2 separate regions of the Anser cygnoides genome follow, and region 1 is linked to region 2. The links are chromatin contacts, called in public Hi-C maps. All regions are on one chromosome and are shown on one strand. The core of a region is the stretch at or near the end of the contact, and the rest is flanking DNA. Distances in the headings are between cores, read along the strand shown. Region 1 holds the start of MTHFD1 (methylenetetrahydrofolate dehydrogenase, cyclohydrolase and formyltetrahydrofolate synthetase 1). Region 2 holds the start of BRF1 (BRF1 RNA polymerase III transcription initiation factor subunit).

What was found. A called contact is a pair of places that touch in the nucleus more often than the background predicts.
Region 1: a Hi-C map of liver shows a contact between it and region 2, with 2.4 times the contacts expected there. The contact joins the promoter of MTHFD1 here to the promoter of BRF1 in region 2. A contact is called at or near these places in 2 of 7 Hi-C or Micro-C datasets (granulosa cells and liver).

Annotation. Positions count from the first base shown.
Region 1 is chr5:59,144,051-59,146,750 of Taihu_goose_T2T_genome, reverse strand. It overlaps MTHFD1 (methylenetetrahydrofolate dehydrogenase, cyclohydrolase and formyltetrahydrofolate synthetase 1), which reads left to right and starts at 1,318. Exons shown (of 28, transcript XM_013183082.3): 1 at 1,318-1,637. The coding sequence starts at 1,597.
Region 2 is chr5:59,003,478-59,006,177 of Taihu_goose_T2T_genome, reverse strand. BRF1 (BRF1 RNA polymerase III transcription initiation factor subunit) reads left to right here and starts at 1,376. Exons shown (of 15, transcript XM_066998462.1): 1 at 1,376-1,652. The coding sequence starts at 1,466. It overlaps PPP1R36 (protein phosphatase 1 regulatory subunit 36), which reads left to right. Exons shown (of 13, transcript XM_066998467.1): 13 at 1-1,335.

The DNA.
Region 1 (2,700 bases), core at 69-2,568, 140 kb before region 2:
CTGCCCTTTATTCTTACAATCAAAAGACGTTAACTTCAGGTGGTTTAACCACTCAAGGTAACTAGCTCTCTCCTGAATAAAAAAGAAAAAAAAATAGAAGACATCACTCATTAGACTGTGAAAGGAAACACAAAGAAAAACCTTATCCTCAGACAAGTTTTGAACTATGTATGGTTTATTTTCCCCTGCTAGAATTCCAGAGAAGCTACCCTAAAGCTTCTGAGTTTCTAAAACAGACAGGCCTATATATTTCCATCCTCATAGTTTTGTGCTCTAGGTGGAAGCTGCGATGCCTGGACTTCTCCCTTCTCAAAATCTGACAGGCTCCAAAATCCCTTTTTGAACTAATTATATCATGGAGTAGCATGATGTAACAGAGTAGGATTGAATGCTTTCTCATTAAACTCTTTATAACAGGAACTTTACTTTCCCAAACCTATGCATTCTAAGTAATAAAATAAAAACATATGTGAAAGCACTTCAAACAGGTCTTTTAAGTTCTAAATTCTCATTGAGACTGCTGCTGCATTAGCACTGAACCCTTATTCTCCACAGCTTGTGAATCTGCAGTGGGATCATATTTTCTTGCTGTACTGGCACCACATGGAGCAGATTGTGTTAGGTCCCACAGCAGTAACAGAAATAATGCGTTACTGCTGAACACAAATGCGCTGCCCCTCCACAAATCTAACCTAACACCATGGGTCCACCCCACCACCATCCTGATCTTTTTATCATTGGTTTCTTGAGTCATGGGGCTGTTCTCTGACCTTGTGCTAGGTATCAGCAGGACAAACTGATGAATTTTGTAACTTATTTGGGTCCTAACAAGCCAGCCTCAGCAACGATAGTCAACTGCTTTTCCCATCTTCATTGTGAGAAAATCATTGAAAGCCGACTCTCTCAGGCAAGGCCCTAAAATGCATGCGCTTGCCTGCAGAGTAAGATGAAGTGTTGGCTATGTAAATCGTACACATGGCGAATTGTATGGAGCAGAGCAGCCTGCCTGACAGGAAACCGCACCTTCATTAGTCCCAATGGGATTACTTAAAAGTACATCCCTTGGAGGCAACTGTTAGGAACTTGTTTCTATTGCTCATGGCAACTCCTACGAGCCAAAACTCCATCTTCAACTCCATCTTCTTCTTCATCCTCTTTCTATGATGGCTAGCCAGCAGAGATGGTGACTTTATGTCGGACAAGCGTGTTAAAAACCTGAAAAAAAAAAGGCCCGTTCCCCGCCGGGAAACGCCGCCGAGAGGAGGCAGGGACCGGCAGCGGCGCCCCTGAGGCGTTCCGGCGGCCATTTCGCGGCGCAGCCCCGCTCCCCGCGGTAGCGGGAAGAGCCGAGGCGGCGACCCAGGGAGCACCCCCCGGCCGCCACAGGGGGACCGGAGCACCCAGAGGAGCCCGCGGGCTCCCCGCTCCTCCTCCTCCGTGGCGGGGCGGTGGCAGCGCTTGCGCGCTGGGGGGCCGGCGGCGGCCGCAAGTTTGGGGCCACGTGGGGCGAGGAGTAGGGCTCCGCTGGGTACGGTCCGTCCCACAGACGGTTCCCGAGCCCCGCCGAGCTCTGCTCGCTGCCTCCTCGGCCTCGCCATGGCCCCCGCCGAGATCCTCAGCGGCAAGGCGGTCTCCGCGTACGTACCCGCCCGGCCCGCCATGCCCCCCGGGGACGCTTCCTGATGGAGGGAGGGAAGCAAGGAGGGAGCGGGCGGGCGGACCCCGCTGTGGGTCCGTGAGGGTTTCTGCCCCCCCGGGCTAGGTGTGACCGGGGAGGAAAGCCGTGAGGCTGTGTGGAATTGGGGTTTGGGAGGTGCACGGGGGGTCCGGCCTCGGCATGGGGCTGCAGGGGTCTTTGCTGCCGGAGTGAGGTGGTTTTAAGACACCTCGAAGCTTTTTCACTACGCGGGATTAATTCAAGCTGGCTTCTTCCTGTGTGCAAACGGTGCGCTGTTAAACGAGAGTAGCAGCGAGGGCCTCGGGAAGAACTGGGAGTGTTGTCCCAGCTGTGCTGCTGCCCACAGCCTCAGCCTGCCCCTGGGCTCTGTGCTCCTGGAGAGCTCAGCGTCTGCCCTGAGATAAGGCCTGGGCCGAGCTGAAACCACTCGACAGCTTCTGGTCTGCTGTGAATTTACTCGCTGCTGCCAGGATGCTTTTATGAGCGGGAGTTGGGAACTTGTGCTTCAGTCTCTGTTCTCGTACTGTGCAAGCATCGGTTGCTTCTTTTTACAGCAGAATAAATCAACCTGTGTGTTGGAGAACACCAGGATGTGCGTTAACACATGTCCTGCAAACCCTATTTGAAAGACTTGTCAGACCCTACAGGAAAAGGCTTCCTTCTGCTTTCAGTTTTCAGTCAGCTGGTTAGCCTTGTGTCTTAGTTTACCTATTTTTCCTACTGGTACTTTAACACTGCTATACATACACTGTACATACTTGCACATTCCTACACATGTACTAGGAAAATGCAGTGTTTAGCAAAGAGTAACACTTACTGTGGTATTCTGTGCTAATGGGTTTTGGTTGGTTAGGTTCATTAGGTACATTCTCTCTGTAACCAGGGAATTCGGATAGAAGGCGTAAATTTGATACGGTCTAAAGGAATCTCTGAAAAGTGGTAGGGCCTCATCTTAGGTATTGCTGAATGTGGCACACCTACATCCAACTGATGGTGCAGCATTTCTGAAAAGTAGGCCTTCT
Region 2 (2,700 bases), core at 127-2,626:
GAGAAAAAAATATATATATATTTTTTTCATGGGGCTTTCTCCTCCTATAAATAACAAAAATATTTGCTCAGGAATTGTATCAGGAATATAATTTCCTCTGACATTATCTACATGGTGTATAATTTTGTGAGATTTCTGCATTGGGCTTGTGTATTTCTAATGCCAACAGCTGAAAGTATACAAAAATACTGCTGTGGTATCTATTCTGCTCAGTTTCGGTCAGCGGAATGCCACACTAGTTCATGACATATGGGTTGTGTGATAAAGCAAAAAATAACCCTGGCTGAAAGTGTATTTGTTGGGTTCAGGAATGAATAACCAAAACAGTTACAAAGCACTAGACTTAAATGCTGTGGTACCTTAGGCAAAACTCAAAGTACCTTACTGAAACCGATTCATTATGCCCCATAACATTTTTACCTATTTATTATCATAGAATGGTCGAACAGATTTGATTGATGAATAATTTTTGAAGCATAACAGAAGCATTATTTTGAAATACGAGCGTTGTAGCCCCAATTTTATCTTCAAGGGAACACAAATTGGCATACAGATGAGAAAACGAGGCCCACGCTTTTCTCTGCCGCATATTGTTACACAACTTTTAGTTACTGATGGCGTGTACACAATTAATTATTATAGGCTTGATGGCATGTCAAGAATAACAGAGAGCAGTCAGGCATCTGAATGGGTTGCCCAGGGAGGTGGTGGAGTCTCTGTCCCTGGGGGTGTTCAAGGAAAGGTTGGGACGTGGTGCTTAGGGACATGGTTTAGTGGGTGACATTGGTGGTCGCGTGGTGGTTGGACCAGATGATCCTGGAGGTTTTTTCCAACCTTAATGATTCTGGGATTCTGTGATTCTATACCACCCGCCACCCAGAGTGCAAATTTCCTTTTTTAGTGATACTCTTTTGTCCACAAATGAAACTACCTGAGTGGGAAGGACAAAGACTGGCAGAAAGGAAACGTTTTATCGTACAGAAACCTTGGCATGAATTTATTAACAACTTAAATAAGCTTAGATAAGAAGCCTATGATGAAATGAACGAAACCTAGGGAAACTTGAGTGAATCTTTGTGGTCTGCCTACAGCCTGCGACCTCTCCCTTTCCCGCAGCTCAACAAGAAAGGCTGACGGGCTGGCTTCGCAGAACATTTAAAACACCTGAGGAACGCAGATATAACAGCCCTGTCGGTGAGGGCCCCCGGCTGCTCCCCACAAACACCCGTGTGAGGCGACTCCCCCAAGGCCGTGCAGGCGCCGCCCCGCCGCCATTTCCTCGCCCCCCCGCCCCGCGAGGCGCGGCCACGTCTCGCGAGAGCCGGCGGGGGGCGGCCGCCGCCGCGCTCCTCCCCGTGCCGGTACCGGCGAGCGAGGCCTGTGCGGGGCCGGGCCGGGCCGCGCCGGGCGGCGGCAGCGGGGGGCGGCGGGGCCGGGCCGGGGCAGGGCAGGGCAGGGGGCCGCGATGCCGGGCGGGCGGGTGTGCGCCGCTTGCGGCTGCTCGGAGATCGAGGTGGACTCGGCGCGCGGGGACGCGGTGTGCACGGGCTGCGGCTCGGTGCTGGAGGACAACATCATCGTCTCCGAGGTGCAGTTCGTGGAGAACAGCGGCGGCGGCTCCTCCGCCGTGGGGCAGTTCGTGTCGCTGGACGGTGAGCGGCGGGGACGGGACGGGACGGGACGGGACGGGACGGGACGCACGTGGGACGGGACGGGGAGGGACAGGGAGGTGCTGGGGGGACAGGGAGGGGTGCTGGGGGGGGACACGGAAAGGTCCGGGGGGGTTAAGCGGTAATATGGAGAGAGGGTGTTGTGGGGGGACGGGAGAGTTATAGGGGGACAGGGCAGTGCCTGGGGGTGGCAGTGCTGTGGGGATGAGGGTGCTGTGCTGCAGGGTGTGGGGGAGCGGGTGCTGAATTAATAAGAGGCAGGTGTGGGGAACAGGATTCAGGGTCGGTGCATGAAGGATGGGGTGCTGGGTAGAGGGGTTTTGGGGGCAGCACGCGGAGAGGAGAGCTCTGCAAAGCATGGGGGGGATGTGGGAACCAGCGCTGCGCCAAGTGGAAATGGGAGAGGGGCACTGCCTGCTGCGTGAGGTGGGGGGCAGAAGTGGGTGAAAAGGAGTTGGGATGGACGGGGGAAGGCGCTGTGCGAGGTGGGGGAGATGCTTCGTGTGCGGCAGGAATAAGTGCACGAGGGGCTGGAGCTGTCGGTGGGGTGGGCTGGCTGCACGGGGAGCTGGGAGGTCTGTGAAATAATTTGGGGTAGGAGATGGGACGGTTAGGTGGCTGATGGGCAGAGGGAGTGCACGGCGGCACGGAGGTGACGTGGTGGAGGCAAAAAGAGGCTGGAAGCAAAGGGTGAAGAGTCTCATTGTGTAAACGGGTGGGTTGGGGTGTATCCCTGGAGGGTAAGGGATGTGTGCGTGGAACGGGGCTGCATGCAGAGGATATGGTGTTTGGAAGAGGATAGAAGGAAAATAGGTGTGGGGAATATGTATAGGGAGAAAGAAAATGCAAGAAACATGGGAAGGAGCCTTGTGGAGGAGCTTAGCAGTGAAACAAGGGGCCTAAAGGGCTATATGGCTGTGGGGAAGAAAGAGTCATTGTGGTGGAAAGGGCAGCACTGCACGGTGGAGTTCGGGAGTTTGTAGTCTAGGGTTCCTCTAGATGTCTGGTGCCATTGCCATCTTCTATCTCA